Linked DNA regions of Danio rerio: region 1 is linked to region 2. Evidence: chromatin contacts called from public HiChIP or PLAC-seq data. All regions are on one chromosome and are shown on one strand. The core of a region is the stretch at or near the end of the contact, and the rest is flanking DNA. Distances in the headings are between cores, read along the strand shown. Region 1 holds the start of cela1.1 (chymotrypsin like elastase family member 1, tandem duplicate 1). Region 2 holds the start of smarcd1 (SWI/SNF related BAF chromatin remodeling complex subunit D1).

Region 1 (3,335 bases), core at 805-3,304, 450 kb after region 2:
ATAATTTTTCTTATTACATATGTAGATAAAATTATATAATATATAGTTGTTTTCTTTTTTATACTAAAAATATCAAGACATCTTTTTTTTTTTTTTTTTTTTCTTTACCAATATGCTAATTCAATGGCTAAAATATTTTAATATATTTCACATTGTTTATTTAGATCCTCATTAGCCACTAGTAACATAGTGGCTATTTATCATCGGGTCCAACAAATAAAGAAACATATTTATATTAAATTATAATCAAAACAAATCAGAGTCCTTTTACTAAATCAAATTCAGACATTTTTATATCGCAAAGAATATTTAGAATATTTATTTCAGTCCGTTTGTGATATTTTTTTAGCAGTGATTGTTTTGAAAGAGAATAATGACACCAGATAATATCAATTCCCATAGAGAGGAAACGAGACCAATAATGAGGTAATAAACATGAGATGAAGATGCAAAGTGAAACCGAAAGTGGAAAAGAATAATAAGACATCGCGCACTTACCGAGCATTATTAGAAAAGACAGAAACATTTTGGATTTATTGTTCATACTGGTGAAGATTTGTAAAAGTTTGTCTCTGAACCACACCCGCCCGATGAGCAAGCAGCGTAGCGGAGGAAACTAGCGGTGTCCTTCTTTTACAGGGGAAAAGAAACCTGAAACACACCACAGTGCCACCTGTTGTTTGCATCAAACACACTTGTTTCAGCAGTCCTCAACATTTGTGAGTTCTCCGAATACATGTTAAACACTTGAACTGAAAAAAAAATAGTAATAATAAATAATAAATAATAAATAAATAGTAATAAATAAATAAATAAATAAATAAATAAATAAATAAATAAAAGAAACATAAATGAATAAATAAATGTCCCAAACAGACTGGAAACTAAACCTTCTGGGTTTAGTAGAAGTAGTTACAATTCGCACACACTGTTTCCTCACGTAGTTCCGAGAGTCAGGTGCCATAACACATCCCAGCAAACACCTTAATGTCAAACTGAAATCAAAAAAATCAAAAGTGCATATCGATTTCATGCCAATTGATCTTGATGTCGAAACCAAAACAACATGAAATGGACATCTAACATTGTCATCAACAATTCGAGTACAGGAAAGCCCTCTTATCAATTTTTGGAGCGTTTTTTATGTGAAATGTCAATTTGACATCAAGCTAACATGTATTGTAGAGATACATCATCCACTTTAAATTTGTAATTAAAGATGAAAAATGGTACTTATTTACCTATATATTTACCTTTATTATCTATTTGTGTTGTTATTTTGGTGGTCAAAAGAAAATCAATGTGTGGAAGTCAAATAGATGTCAAGGCTTTGACATCAAAACGATTTTCACTTGACGACTTAAAAACTCAAAGAAAACATGTTCACTTATTTAACAAGAAATAAAGCAGTTTTAAATAATGTAAAATGTACTATTATTGAAGCTTAAATGTTCATAAAGAATGATATATAGATATCCAGCGCATCCTAACAGAACTTAACTGGAATTGAAAGCTTTATGACATGGCTGTTATCCAGCTGAAAGTAAGATGGATTCACTTTAGTCATGAAGGCAAGAGCAACAAAAAGGTGCATTCGAGTCATGTCAGATAAATTCACAAATTTAATCCCTAAACACCACCACAAACTCAGTATTATAGTACAAAACTCTAAATTGTCTTTAAATCCAGAGTTTCCAAGTTGAGGTCATATCAGTAAGAAATATGGCTGAATCACCGATTCACTCTCATACAAAACATCCAAAGTGTGGTGGGAAAATAATCACCAACGCTGGCAGCCTGAACTGTGAAAACAAGGCAGAATGGTTACATGTTAAATCTGGCAAACTCTGGTGGTATGGTGATTAGAAAAGGCAGTTCAAGGAAATTGTTTTGACCCTTGAGCTAGATAAACAAGTTTATTTTGCCCTGTTTTGGCACATTGGCCTTGACAGTGGTGAAATCTGTGTGATTCAGACACCTGTGGGCATCAGACAACCTGTTCTATTCAGCGCTGCGGAAGTCTGTGGGTATATATGTGTGATGGCAGTGTGCTGAAAGTTTAGACAGACAGCAAACATGCTGAGGATCCTGTTGTTGAGTGTGCTGGCCGCTATAGGTGAGATGTTTCTCTCCATTAGCTGAGAAATGAACTGTATGCATTTACATATGTTAAAAAATACTAAGGTTCTAATGAAAAAGTTACAACCCTAACATGTCTATTTGTGTTTTTCTGTCCAGGGCTGACTGAGCCCAGATATCTGGAGGATCTGGCCATTGAGGAAAGGGTTATTGGTGGAGAGATCGCAAAACCCCACTCTTGGCCATGGCAGGTACTATATTTTTCACAATAAAAAACTTAAATCTCAACCCTCTTTTTCTAACTAGCTTCCTGCAACTAAAAGGAGAGGGGTCTGGCTGCAGACTCGGTGCAATGCAATCTGAGCTGCATCCAATTCTTTTTAATGGGCTCACCTAACCCCACCCCTAACCGTCACAGTGACGTCACTCACTCCATTGAGTGCATTTTGTCTGACATTGCATCAATGAGTGATGCAATCTCAGCTTGCATCATAAAGGCTGCATCCAGATACTATTGACTAAAAGAACAAGTTTTATCCTGTTTAAAAGAACCTATAGAGTGTGTATATTAAGTTTCAGCTCATAGTACCCCACAAATAATGTTTTACACCTCTTTGAAACTCACCATTTTGGGTTTTGATCCTATAATCTTGTCGTTTTGGTGACTGTCGCTTCAAATTCAATTAAAAAACAATGAGATTGTGCGCTTTCCAAAAGAGGGCGGAACTACAAATGCTAACATGTTAGCATAGTGACAGATTCAAAAACAAGATTGAGGTCCTCCGGGTGTCCACACTCGGAGGGCTGGTGTCCTGCAAAGTTTAGTTCCAATCAGACACACCTGGTCTATAGCTAATCAAGCTCCTACTAGGCTTTCTAGAAACATCCTTGCCGGTGTGTTGGAGCATGTTAGAGCTAAAATCTGCTGGACACTGGCCTTCCAGGACCGTGTTTGGATTCACGTCATGGGCAGGGCTTCCGTCTGCCCGGTGACTCAAGCTTCATTGCTAGAGTGACCAGGCAGTGCACCCAGGTCTGTGAGTACAGAGGCTTAACCTGAATGATGGAAGTTTTCAGCGGTGCTTACGAACAAGCTGAGCCCAGTTTGATCAACAGTTATCTGAGGATTTCCCCCCGGGACACCAACAACAGGTGCTACGTCATAAGCAAGCCTAAGTGAAAGCTCCTGATAGACCTGTTATGCAAAAACCGGAAGTACGTCAACAACGTGTAAACCTAGTTCCGGTAGGAGTTTT
Region 2 (3,645 bases), core at 1,001-3,500:
ATTTACGTGCATGAGGTTACCAATGAAATGTAAGTTACCATAGAAATGTAACAAATATAACTTGCCTTTTATTGTTGTCGCGATTCAAGTAAAACCACAGCACCACGTATGCTATGCACATTGGTTGAAACGTCCTTTTATTGCTAACAGTTCTTATTCATTTTGATGTAGAAAATACAATATAAGGAAAATTGTAATTGTATTTTCAATAGAAAACTGATTTCTAGTAATTAAAATTTTTGAAATATTACTGAAAAGAGATAGCTGGATAGCCACATATTTTTGTTTACAGAGCCACATGTGGCTCCCGAGCTATAGATTCCCTACCCCTGGTCTATATACATGTGGTAAATAAGTAAAAAAAATGCACCTTCCAATTTGCAGCATATCAAAAAAATGTGACAATTCATGTAGTTTATATTCATATCTGTAAAATAGTTTTTAGAAATTATCTTACTGTCTGCATGAAAATTCAATAATGTTGGCATGTGTTTTCACAAGACTTTAAATTAGTACAAATTAGCCTTTAGCACCCACAATATTTTACCTTTGGAGTTAAATATTTCTTGACACGAAACTCAAAATGCATCTTGAATTACGGTAAAAGCGAGGTGAAGCTATAACTGCTTTTTGGGGTAAAGTTGGTTTTATATTCACACATTAATTCAGCAACAACTTGTGACATGCTCCCTATATTGGTTACCATAGCACTTTGAATATTAAGTCTGAAATGCCATATGTGTCTGCTTGAAAACAACATTAGCAATATTTATTTGAACGTGAACAATTTTGTACTTTGATAGTCTTTGGCTGCAAACATGATTTCACTATTTAGAATTTACAAAGAACATTTTTTGTAAAATAATATTATAGAGGACAAAGTCTAAAGGTTTAAACATAACCAACTTTACCCCAATAAACTGCTTTTGATTTTTGAAGTTATTTATTATAGTTTTTTTTTTTTTTACCCATTTCATTTTTTTTAAGTCTTCCCATGAAATATAGTGTCAAGTACCAGTCAAGTTAATCTCAAATATACTCAAGTACACGTAATTGTTGAGCAAATTTTCATGATTTTTCCAAAACATTCTGGGTTTATGTGTTTTTCCAAAACTTTTCCAGGCCCGGAGAAGGCCTTTTTGAAATTTCATGACTTTTCCAGGACTGTATGAACCCTGCTAACTATACCTCAATACGAAAACATACGTTTGTTAGTCTAACGTTAATAAACAGGACAGAGGTAAAGTTGGTTTTATTCGCACATTCAGACTTCCCCTTTAATAATATCATTTCATAAAAGTATTATTTGCAAATTCTAAATTGCAAAAACATATTAGCAGCCAATGACTATCAATCATTGTTCACAGTCAATTAAGTGTTAATGTTGTTTTCAAGTCACACATGTAACGTTATGCTAATTCCGATCGAATATTCAGAGTCACATGGTAAACAATACAGATACTTCTAAATGAACCACTGTGCGAATATAAAACCAACTTTACCTCTATGTAAACTAGGGAAATTAAATGTTTATACTTTTTACATTTAAACCATATTCTTAAATCATTAAGTAGCAAACTATATGCAAAGCAGATGTAATTTAGGCAAAGACTTGCTCTCATGTAATGCACAGAATACATCAAATTAGCATATAAACACTGGTCATCAAAGCAACCAAAGCCATCATCATGATGCTCCTGTAGGCCGCGCGGTTACACACAGAGCTTCCGCAGAAACTCTGTTTACACCATCAAAACCAACTGCAGGTTAATATTCCTCAAGTCATTCTCAAGTGAAACACAAACAAATAATCTAATTTCTGGTTTACTGAAATAAAGTTTGACGCTTAGCATTGAACCAAACGGTAAGCAACGCAACCACAGTCGAGCATAATAATAGAGTATATTCTCAATTTAACACTATAGAAACCATTTTAAACGGATTCAATGTTGACGCTTTAAATAAACGAGCAAATTCTGCGTTCAGACTTTAAAACTAAAGCCCTCGGTTTATGCGCGGCTGCTTCTTTGTTCTCCTCGCGCCTTACCGGGTAACCGGGCATCGGTGATCGGTACATGTGGTTCTGCGGGCCGCCTGGTCCCATCCTTCCTGAGGGTGTACCGGGACCCATACCGGGTCCTGCTCCGGCTACCGGCGGCCCGGGTCCCATCGGGGCTCCGCCGCCACCGGGTGTCGAAGGCTGAAAACCACTCCGCGCCGCCATCTTCTTCTCCGCGAGCCGCAAACAGACAGAGAACCACCGGTGAGACTTGAAACTAGTATCGCGAGAATTGAAGAGCACAGGCGTTCAGAGCTGAGGTAGAGTCTCGCGAGGTGTGAAGAGACGTCGCGCTTGCGCTGACGATGAGAAGGGTAATCCTGCACAACTGGAGTGGCTGCACTCTCAGGACCGCATTTTTAGGACCGCATCTTTAGGACCCTAGTTTTTTGTGACAGCGTTACCTGTCGGATTGGATCATGGATGCGCTAATGGACGACACGGATGACAAGGAAAGTGTAAGTACCGATTTTTCTATTAAGTTTTATTTTAAACTGTTAAAGTATGTGTTTATTTTGTAATGCTGCTGTTTTATACTGTGAGTTTATGCAGAAATGCCAGATTAGCCTGCATGATTTACCCCACTTTTAAGGGTCTGGGACAAAAATGTTACGTGACGATTTTTTTTCCAGAAGAAGAATAAAATATTATAATAATAAATATGGATAATTTTACACAGCCAGAGTGAGAGCTGCTATAACTGTTAATAATTTTCTAGAGTTCGTTTTCTAGTTTGATTATACGTCGTTCGTAACTCGTGACCATGGTTTAATGAAACATTGTTGATTTAATGGCTTGTTGACTTAACGGCTAATGTGCTTAGTGACATGCATTAAACTAAGATGGTAAAAGCACGTTTGATGTAAGAGTTTTAGATTTATCTATATTTTACTGAATTCGTGTTATTCGTTGTATTACATTAGCACATTAAAAATTGTGCTGACTGCCTGTTTGCCCCACAATACTGTATGTGTTATTAGCCTGATGTTTTGTCATCGTTTTACAGTGATGAATGAGATTCTGAAAGTTAGGCTTATTCTGCAGGTCTTAACCATATAGAGTCTCATATCTTTAATTTATATCAGGTATGTTTTACCTGGCGAAAAAGAAGTGATGGCCAATATGATTGGATTGCTTAGGCTCATTGTAGGAGGAAAAGAAAACAAACTACAGGAATATTTTCATTGAGGTTATCTCAAACTGTTGAGTAACACTTTATAACATCTGCATACTATAAATAAATAATTATTAAGCATTTAATAACTAGTTAATTTATTAATATTTTATTTGTTTAGCATTAACTCTACATTTAATAGACATTGATAAGCAGTTTATAAATACAGTTACAAATGCTAGCTGTGTTCTTGAGTTTATAGCATATCTATGATGAAGTGCAGATTATCTGTGGTGTTCATTTTCCAGAGGAATGTCTGGCCAAATAAGTATATAAACTGCATGCTGGGTGCTACTCATTTATGAATCCATGTAAAATGATTTGCTGTTCTGTGGTGGTATTTTAGTTCATATTTAATGATTTTTTTTTCAAAGGCCATCGTACATCCTCTGGGTGTCTTGAGGAGCTGGTC

The links. HiChIP or PLAC-seq counts read pairs in DNA pulled down with a chosen protein or histone mark.
Region 1: an H3K4me3 HiChIP or PLAC-seq map of embryo shows a contact between it and region 2, with 5 times the contacts expected there. The contact joins the promoter of cela1.1 here to the promoter of smarcd1 in region 2. A contact is called at or near these places in 2 of 4 datasets of contacts at active chromatin or transcription factors (caudal fin and embryo).

What each region holds. Positions count from the first base shown.
Region 1 is chr22:7,864,041-7,867,375 of GRCz12tu, forward strand. It overlaps cela1.1 (chymotrypsin like elastase family member 1, tandem duplicate 1), which reads left to right and starts at 2,055. Exons shown (of 8, transcript NM_001025474.4): 1 at 2,055-2,116; 2 at 2,239-2,330. The coding sequence starts at 2,077. LOC100151078 (novel protein similar to vertebrate amiloride-sensitive cation channel 2 neuronal (ACCN2)) reads right to left here and starts at 608. Exons shown (of 9, transcript XM_068216422.2): 1 at 499-608. The coding sequence starts at 544.
Region 2 is chr22:7,414,745-7,418,389 of GRCz12tu, forward strand. It overlaps smarcd1 (SWI/SNF related BAF chromatin remodeling complex subunit D1), which reads right to left and starts at 2,251. Exons shown (of 13, transcript NM_198358.1): 1 at 2,048-2,251. The coding sequence starts at 2,224. It overlaps LOC137495449 (a long non-coding RNA gene), which reads left to right and starts at 2,474. Exons shown (of 3, transcript XR_011015257.1): 1 at 2,474-2,517; 2 at 3,608-3,645.